Linked DNA regions of Rattus norvegicus: region 1 is linked to region 2. A link is a contact called in public Hi-C data. All regions are on one chromosome and are shown on one strand. Each heading gives the region's core, a stretch centred on a gene start, on an enhancer-like site or on the middle of the called end of the contact. The rest is flanking DNA. Distances are from core to core; before and after follow the strand shown. Region 1 holds the start of Ptprg (protein tyrosine phosphatase, receptor type, G). Region 2 overlaps Ptprg (protein tyrosine phosphatase, receptor type, G).

The links. A called contact is a pair of places that touch in the nucleus more often than the background predicts.
Region 1: a Hi-C map of the A7r5 cell line shows a contact between it and region 2, with 4 times the contacts expected there. The contact joins the promoter of Ptprg here to the enhancer-like site in region 2. A contact is called at or near these places in 3 of 12 Hi-C or Micro-C datasets (the A7r5 cell line, Schwann cells and psoas muscle) and 1 of 1 datasets of contacts at active chromatin or transcription factors (oligodendrocytes).

Annotation. Positions count from the first base shown.
Region 1 is chr15:15,980,066-15,984,511 of GRCr8, forward strand. Ptprg (protein tyrosine phosphatase, receptor type, G) reads right to left here and starts at 2,516. Exons shown (of 30, transcript NM_134356.2): 1 at 2,320-2,516. The coding sequence starts at 2,404.
Region 2 is chr15:15,495,275-15,499,967 of GRCr8, forward strand. The region is part of intron 5 of Ptprg (protein tyrosine phosphatase, receptor type, G); the gene reads right to left. LOC134482084 (a long non-coding RNA gene) reads left to right here. Exons shown (of 2, transcript XR_010058096.1): 2 at 1-1,536. Among named protein-coding and RNA genes, the nearest start is that of Cep15, 230 kb to the left of the region's middle. Within about 2 kb of position 2,482, at least 14 of the 93 cell types and tissues checked have an H3K27ac peak or open chromatin away from gene starts, as enhancers often do.

The DNA of each region.
Region 1 (4,446 bases), core at 1,266-3,765, 480 kb after region 2:
GCCAGATGTCGCAGACCCTCAGCCTGGGCACCTGGACGCCTGCGCCCCGACCCCTCGGTGTGCAGGTGGTTGAGCCGTTCTAATGGAGGCATAAGCTAGACGAGTGGCTCTGGGGCGCCCCCTGGGGTCCAGCGGCACCTCACCACCCTCGGGAAACCTGAAGGCAGCATAGCATCTCCCAGGGCTGTGACATTTTAACTTTGCCTGATTCCAAAAGCTGTCTTCCCTGTGCCTCTAACAAATACCCCTCCGCTCCCGGTGGAGGGTACCTGCTAGTTACTTCGAAGCCTGAACAGGGACGGAAAATGAGGAAAACTGAAACAAGGCGGCAACCCTATCGGTCCCATACTAGGCTGCAAGCCTCAGATACCAGAGGGAAGAAAATCATTGTAGAAACACTGGCTACAGCCCAGGGAGGTCAGTCAGAAGTGGAATTGGAAATGTCTATTTTGCAAGGCTGCTTCCCACCCCCTTTATGAAAAAGTGACCCTTACTAGGCTCAACCTCGGGTACACCCGAGCGCAGTCAGCTTGGCAAGTCCCTGACAAGGGAGGTTGGGAGAGGGGAGAGGTCTAGTCAAAGGCAATGATTAAAAACAAATGCTACCCAATGGTCTCTAAGGGAGAAGGGTGCAGATTCTCAGAGGATGTGCTCCTCAGCGTCTACTTCCATAGAGACAGGACCCTAGTGGGTAAACCCCAGGCCTCCTAGTGAGTAGGCACGCGCACCCTCGCCGAGCTCTGTTGACAGCACCAGAGACAGGAGGATGCACCGAGGAAAAGGAGCCGAAAAACCGCAGTGTTTTGCCCTCTGTCGCTCACAACCACCCTCAAACCTTCAAAGAGGGAATCACTCGCTGCCAGTCCCCTTAGAGAGGATCCCCGGGAACAGTGAGGGTCCTCGAGCTTGGCTCCTGGGTACACGACAGGGTTGGGGGTACCCGCTGCACCAAAACTCTGCGCTCTGGTTGCCAGAACACAAGCTATTAACCAAGGAAAACGGAAACAGTGTGGCACGTTTCTTTTTTTCTTGATTAGAATAACCGCCGCCTCCAATATTCCAGAACAGGCAGATGAGAAAGCAGAAAAACCGGGTGTCCTGTCCTTAGGAGATCGAGGAAAGAAAAGCAAATCGCGCCCTCTCCCACCTCTTTCCCTGAGCCAGGAGAGAGGACGTGGCCTTCACCCACTGAGAAGGAGCTGGACAGCTTAAGCGAGGCTTGAGCTGCAACCCTCCGACTCTGCAAGAGAAGAGGAAGGCGGCTGGCCTATGCCCTCACGAAGTGGGGAGGGTGTGGGCTGAAGGCTGGAAGTGGAGGGTGGCCGAGCTGCACACCGCTACGTGCAATGATTTAGGATTGTCGAGTGGCCAATATTGTTCCAGCCTTAACCTGGCTAGAAAATGAGCGGGTCTGGGTCTGGGTCTGGCATGCACACTCAGCCTGCAAAAGGGCAAAGATGAAGGGAGGGAGGGCGCGCCAGACAGAAAAAAAAAAATCTGCCCGGACGCCAGAAGCTACCCAGCTGTCGACCCGCGCTCTGCACTTGGACCCAGGCAGCCCAGCCCAGAAGAGTGATACAGAAAGGGGCCTCGAGCCCAGTGAGTCAGGGATCTAGCCAAAAACTCCCTGCTCCCTGCCCTCCCGAGTCTCCCAGGCCCCTCGCGTCCTGGGGGCTGCCTCCCGTTTGCACTGAGGCGTAGCCTGCACCTCAGCCCGGAGCAAGGCTGTTTCAAACGAGGCGGCCCCGGCGACTAGAACGCCACGCCGGCTGCTCCCCACATCCTAACTGCTCTGCAGCCAGCCTCCGCCTTCCATCCCCAAACATCTCCTTCCCCCCTACAAAGGGTCGGAGGGATGCAAAGTGAGCCACGGTTATGAGCTCCTTCTATCCCCGCAGAAGCAACGGGAGCACCCCCAGATTACTCAAACCAACAGAGCATCCTTCCCACAGCCAATCTCCCCAGACATCCTGCAACTCTAGCCCTCCGGATCAGCTCTGTATCAGCAAAGCAAGTCGCCTCCCCCCTTCCGCCCTCCCCGACTCCAGATGCTTCAAGCTTCCCAAGCCACAGTCAGAGCACATCTGAGTCCCCGATCCTCCTTTCCAGCCCGCCACTGCTTCTGCCCTCTCAGACCATCAGCCTCCTAGAACATTGCCGGAGCCAATGAAGCAGAGCTCTCTTTCCTCCTCCGTAGCCCGGCCCCCCTTCACCCTCTCCGCGGTCCCTAGACTGGCGCCCAAGCTCCGCGCCCCGGCGACAACTCCGCATACCCCGCGCGCGGGCTGGAGCCGCGTCCCATCGGCGGCCCGCACTTACCCGGGAAGCACACCACATAATGGAGCACAGAACTGGTGATTTTCAGGAACAAAATCCACCAACACGGTTCCAGTAACCTCCGCATGTCCGAAAACGCACATCGAAAAGAGAAAGGCAGGGGGGGTAAACTTGTTGAATAAGTTCTTGCTTCCGAGCGAGGCTCCGCTAAGCCTGGAGGCTTTCTCGGCTCGCCCGCCACACGGCCCCCAACACACACTCGGCGACTGGTCCCGCAGGAATCCGGGAAGCTGCCAGAGCTCCCGGAAAAACCTCAAAAAGTGACCGGGAATGCAAAGCTACGCTAGGGACGATCCTCTCGGAGGAGAAGGGCTCCTCTTCGCTCAGAGACGATCCAGCCGATAGGGCAGGGCGAAGAGGAGGCGCACGGCGGCACTGCCCGGGGCCGGGAGCAGGCAGGGACCGCGGGTGGCGGCGGCTAGGAGCGGAAGAGCCCCAAGTTGAGTCGGCAGCGCAGCGCAGCCCAAGAACCGGCGGGCGACGGAGGGGCTGTGTGCGGCGCGGCGGCTCCGGGCTTCAGGCGGGCAGCTCCTTCCAGGGCCCCGGCAAGGAAGGAGGCATGTCTGCGAGCGGGGAAAGGGAGGGAAGCGGCGGGGCGGAGCGCAGAGCCCCCCAGAACAGAAACGGCCAGTGGAGAGCAGGGAAACACAAAGGATCTCAGAGGGGCGCCGGGGCGAGGGCGCCTTCAGTCCATGCTCCCGAAAGTTGTGGCTCCGGCGCAGGCTGGGGAGGAACCGAGAGCGCGGGGCTGGAAACTGGCCATGCCTCCATACAGGAAGTAACATGTGAGCATGGATCCTGGCAGAGACTTTAAAGCCGGCGAGCGGGCGAGCGAGCGAGCGATCTGGGGGCGCGCGGCGGCGGGGGCGCGCGAGCACGGGCGCGCGGTGATGCGCATCCCCGAGCTGCCGCCGGCGGGGGCGCGCGTTGCACTCTCTTAAAGCGGCCGCGCAGGGCTCCCACTTCCAAGGACTTGCACTACTCTCCTCTCCAGGCGTGCCTAGGGCTATGGGTGTACGTTTAGAGGAGCTGGTAACCCAGGCTCCGTCTAGGACAGAGAAGAGAACCTCAGCCTTGTTCGGTCTGCGTGGCTTTGCTCCATTTTTGAGTTCTTAAAGGCGAAGCGTTTTGCTTGGATTCGGAGAGATCCCTGGCCTGGTTCATGAATCCCGGACTTGGGGAAGGGGAAAGGGTGGCCCGGTTGAAATTGGGAGAGAGGCGGGACCAGCAGCTATCTTTTTCATGGACTGGGGACTTCCGTGTGGCCTCACCACCTTGACGGTGCCTCGGCGGGGTGTACCTCCGGCGTCCCTCTCCTGCTGCATTCCGGGACTAAGAGACAAAGCCCAGCGGCCTTTGCACTCAGGTTTCATTAGATTTGATTTTTTTTTCTTCCTCCTTTCCGAGCTTCCATTGACAGAGTTTACTGCTGGGAGATGAGGCAAGGGATCGGGGGTTGATCCCAGGCTAGCAAAATCCAGCCCCAGTCCCACACCCGCTTTCCCTAAACCACGAAAGTCTGTCACGGAGTTCTCCCAACTCTCGGTTTCAGGGAGAAGGTGGCTGCACCTTGGCCTGGTTAGGCAGAGGGCGAATGAAGTGCGCCTCTCACCCGGGGCAAGAGAAAGCAGCACCCCGGGGCAGGACTGGTTTCCCGGCAGCTGCTCTAGGAGATGCGGCTTAAGTAAGCTACAGGGAGAGGCATCCGGGGGAAATGCAAGGACTAGGCTTATCTGTAATGAGTTTTGTCCCTTGGCTCTCACTGAGATCTTTATCGCTTGGGCTTCTCCGCAACCTATTTTTTCCTCCTACGTTGGTGCTAAAAGTGAGGCAGGCAGGTTTTTTTTTTTCATCAAGTTTGTAATTGAGCCAACGTAATTAGCCATTTGTAATTCTTTTCATAGTTTTCCTGCCTCTCTTTGAAAACGATATGGACATGTTTTTAAAGTGCCCCCTTGTCGTTTCATCCCACCGCGGCACTGTCCCACACCCACTAAAGCAGCCCAACCGGATGTTCTTTCGGTTTTCAAATAATACACAGATGTTCTGAGAGCCTGCGGCATGGTGTGATTAGGAAAGCAGTTTCGCACCCACAATTCCAAAGGAAAA
Region 2 (4,693 bases), core at 1,232-3,731:
CACAAAAAAACCCAAGAGAAAACCAATTGCTGGAGAAGCCCAGGTTCCCTGGAAAGCAGAGATAGAAACAGGGATCAGGCTGACAGGTCCGGGGCAGCATCCGGCTCTGTGAGGTCAGGCATGTCGATGGATGCCTGGCCCTTCCCCCAAGGCCTACTAAAATCTAGGTGAGCGTGGAAACTCTTAAAGCCAAGGAAGAGGGCTGAAGATATTCAGAATGACTATTCATCTACTTAAGTATCAAATAATATAATGCAGCTAACAGCACTTAATAAAAATTCAAGGATTATAGGGAAGCAGAGTGATGCTAAATATTTTTGCAAGGCCTTTTCAACAATTAGTTCCGTGATTCCTCAAAAGCGAAGGGGCAGTGACCTTAATCTGAGGCCATCGGCCGCTCAAACCTGGCCAAGGTGGCACTGGTTATTACAATTCAGAGGGACTCGTTGCTTTGTCTTAATACAGTTTTAAAGAAAATACAGTTTCACTAAAAGTACTTTTGAAAATCCCCGCCTCACCTAAAACAGATGCTGTGACCTAATGTTCGTCTACGCTTCTCGACTCACAAAAACATTCCTCAAACACGAACGGCTCGCTCTGTGTACCCTGCGGTAGGAAACTGAATGAGGACCCAAGAGTAAACCATCACACTATGTCTGCTACACATGTCTGATCTACTCAGCCCACCTGAAAGCAGGAAAACAGAAATTGCACGGATGGCATCTTTTAGAAAGTCAAATGTCTAGCCTTTATGGCTTCTGATCATTAGTCTAGACTTACCTATTCTCTATATGTGACCTAAGGTTATTCTCACTGGTATTTAATACACTTACTCCAGTGTATTTAACCACCAAACTACTGGAATTTCTGAAGCCCTATTTTTAAAGCATGTAAGAGTGACATTTTCTTCCTACCTGGGAAACTGTCATAATGTTGCTTTCTGACAGATCCCAATATATTTATGCCCCAGCATTTTCTAACCTGGGTGAAGGTGGAAGAAACATCTTCTTCTGCCCTAAAAAGAAAAGGTGTGTCAGGATGTACTGTGACTCACTGTACACTCAGAACAACCGTCCTCTGAAACCCACAAGGGCTGCTGTGGGCTGCTTTGACTTGTATTTGCTGGACTGCACACGGGTCTGGAGTTGCACAGCCTCTGGCAGAACATCCTGAACTACATTTGATGGGAGGCACAGTCTCCCTTCTCAGCCAGAAGATTGCATGAGTAAGATCTAAGGGAACTGTACAGGCTGTCCTGTACCAAACCTATTTTATAGCATTAGATTTTTTACAACCAACGTCCTTTATAGCACTAAGTGGCAGGAGGCAATCACTTACAAAGAGGCTCAGGGTTTGCCCTTCACTTAAGTGCATGATGATAGGGATGTTGGCTAACCGCTTCTTTGTTGTCTCCGATAGTGAGTTTCTAATGGTGTCATCTTAAGTGAGACTGGCCCATAATTTCACTTTTAAGGGGGTTGGGTTTTTTTTTTTTTTTTTTTTTTTTGCTTCGTGCTTTTAAGACAAGCTGCTAAACTATATATTTTTAAATTCTTATGTTACTATAAATGGAATAGGAATGGAAGGCCTTGGGAATTGTAAATTGTAATTGAGTACAAAATATGACTGGTATAACGGGCAGTGCAGACCACCTAATTTGTTCTTTTGTTCAGATAATTGTAATTGGGCTTCTGCTTGGTCATCAACCTGGCCTCACACACAAGGTTGTAGAGATAATATGTTATTGCAAGTGAGGACAGTAATTTTTACATAGGAAGACTACAGATTATCTTGTAGAAATACACTAATCCAATTCATGGGTTCACAAGCCTTATGAGACTGGTGCAAGATGAACGCATACAGTGGAAAGTGGCCGGCTGTATCCGAAGATAAAGCTCACGACAGCACCGGCACAGGAACGAACCATCACTAACCTCTGCTGAGCTCGCCAAAAAGAGCTCCCCAAAAAATAAAAACATGGCCTCAAAAAGGCAAAAGGTTCGTTTAATACAGTCATGTGGTGCACACAGACAAGGAGAGAGACGATATAGAAGTGAACATCCAATGAGGAAAGGGGCAAGAAGTGAGCTTGGATTAATTGGAAGTGTTGGAACAATAATAAGGGCATTTCCACAAGCCTGGCTAGGAGCCTTGCTCTTGAAGTTACTCCAGGAGTGCCGAGCCACGCCCCTACTCCACGGGGGCCAAGACACGCCCCCACTCCAGGAGTGCCGAGCCACGCCCCTGCTCCAGGAGGGCCAAGCCATGCTCCTACTCCAGGAGTGCTATTTTAATAAGTTGCTTCAAATACAGGCTCCAAGAGCCTGAAACTAATTTTCTGTCTCTTAAATAAGAACATAAAATTCCTTCCAATCCTGGTAATAGAAAGAGATTGTTTTTCCCAAGGTTCCAGCCACCTCCATCTATTTTCTTTACAGCCAAACCAATTCAGTGCACTACCCTTATCTCTCTGCAGAGAGCGCACTCACCAAAGCTTGCTTAAAATGCTAACCAGGTTAGTCAGCCTGCCTCCTGACATGACCCCACCCCACCCCACCCCACTCCCACACACAATGCCCAGAACTGGTGACCTTCAAGGCTCTTAGCATGTTGTTGGGACTCCAGCAACGTCAGGATTGCCTCCAGTGTTTGTGGTTTTACACAGCCCCCCAGAGACCCATAGTTCTGCTGAGAGGCCATCAGTGAGCTGTGGCCTTTGAGATACAATCCCACAGCACTCCGATTGTACTTCCCTTTTAGCTGACCTCAGCTGAGTGCTGTTTACCTCAGGAAAGTGTCTCCTGATCCAGCGCTGGGTCTGTTGTGTTGACTAATAGGCTCTCAGAGCACTCTTTCCTTCTAAGACCTAATCAAGGTTTACCATAGGACCACTGTTAGTTTTCCTTATGTATCTTCATGTGTATGTATGTGCACATATTCATCCGTGTACAGGTGCATATGTATGCACATGCCGATGTGACACATGTGGAGGCCAGAGGCCAACATCCGGTGTCCTTCCTTGGGGTCACTGGCTCTTTAGGTATTGTTCACCTTGCTTTTTTTTTTTTTTTTTTTATTCTTTTTTTCGGAGCTGGGGACCGAACCCAGGGCCTTGCGCTTGCTAAGCAAGTGCTCTACCACTGAACTAAATCCCCAACCCCTCACCTTGCTTTTTAAGGTGAGGTAGCATGAAGTCCTTCAAATCCACTAGGCTGGTTGTCCAGCAAACCCAAGTGATCTGCCTTTCACTGTCCCCAGAGCTCTGGGATGACAAGTGTGAGCTCCTGGACCCCAGGTTTCCCCTAGATTCAGGAACTGAACCCTGACTCTGATGCTTCTACATGAACTACTTCACTAACAGAGCTTCTTCCTGGCACCCATTACCACATTTATTTTATTAGTACCCATTCCCCAGTTGACTTGGATGGCCACAAGAGTACAGCACAAGGTTATACCCAACAGTGTCCTTACCAGAGCAGAATCCAGGCCTGACAGATGCATGCTCTTGGCTTCAAAGAAGCATCTGGTGGTTAGATACCCAAAGAGGCTCGATTATACTCCATACTTGAAAAGGCAGGACGACACAGGATCTCCCAAATTGGTGTGAATAAATTGCCTTGTGCCTCCCCAGTAAAGCCGCTGCACATAAATCTCCTTTTGGGCGCTCTTCTTCTGCCTCACTGTAGACCACACGGAGGCCACGTGTCCTCCTAGAACAACAGCTCTGTGCAACGGGGTCCCCTCTGACACCATGACTGCTGACAGACAACTGCGGACGGTAGGTCATGCTCCCGCTTTGTTTTATGACCCACGTGCTTTTAAATGAAGCTTTATGCCAAGGACGTAATTGAAGGCACAAGCTCTCTGCTGGGTATCTGGCCTGATATTTCATGCCCGCTTGACAGGAAAACACTGTAACAGCTCATCATATACAAAGCCAGGGATGACTGCACTAAGCTAGGGAGATTAAGACACCTGGGTTAGATTATTTTGCTTGGCCTGGGGCGGGTCTCAGCCTTCCTTTTGTGACAATGCCCCAAAAGCCCTCCTGTGAGGAGAATGTCACCTGACATGTGCAGACCCATTTCTGTATTTCCCAAGAAGCCACTAAAGCAGCGGAGAGCCCCGATTGCTACGTGTGATCACCTCAGAGATGCCCCACATCAAATTCTTCTCAGCCTGCTGCAGAAATAAATTCTCAGCACTGGGCCTGGGTGGCCCTGGTGAGGATACCGGCTGGGAACTTCAGCTTTAGGCAATAACCTCTTCAGCCAGTGCCACAGGTGCCTGGGATATCCCAGCATCCTCCACCGAAGCAACAGGACTGTCTGGCCAAATCCAAGAAAGCTAAGTAATTACTAGCTTTGCTGTGGTCACACAGGCAGCCAACTGAAGTCAAGTGCACACCCAGGGAGAGCCAAGCAAGCTCTGGTGAGGTCACACATAGTCAGCTAACGCAACCTCAATCGCAGGCCCACAGAAAGTTAGGCAAGTTGCAGCCTTAGCACCAATGGCATCTAGGGAGAAAGCACTGGCAGGAGGCATAAATAAATGGAAGATTTCTTGTCCCCCCCCAACTAGTAGGTTAACTGCCTTAGGTTCTGAGTAGGATCACCAGGGTGTTCATCCTAAGGAGGAGTGAGAGCCTTGTTCGGGGTGTTAGCCCTACCATAGACACAGCACAGCAGGTAGA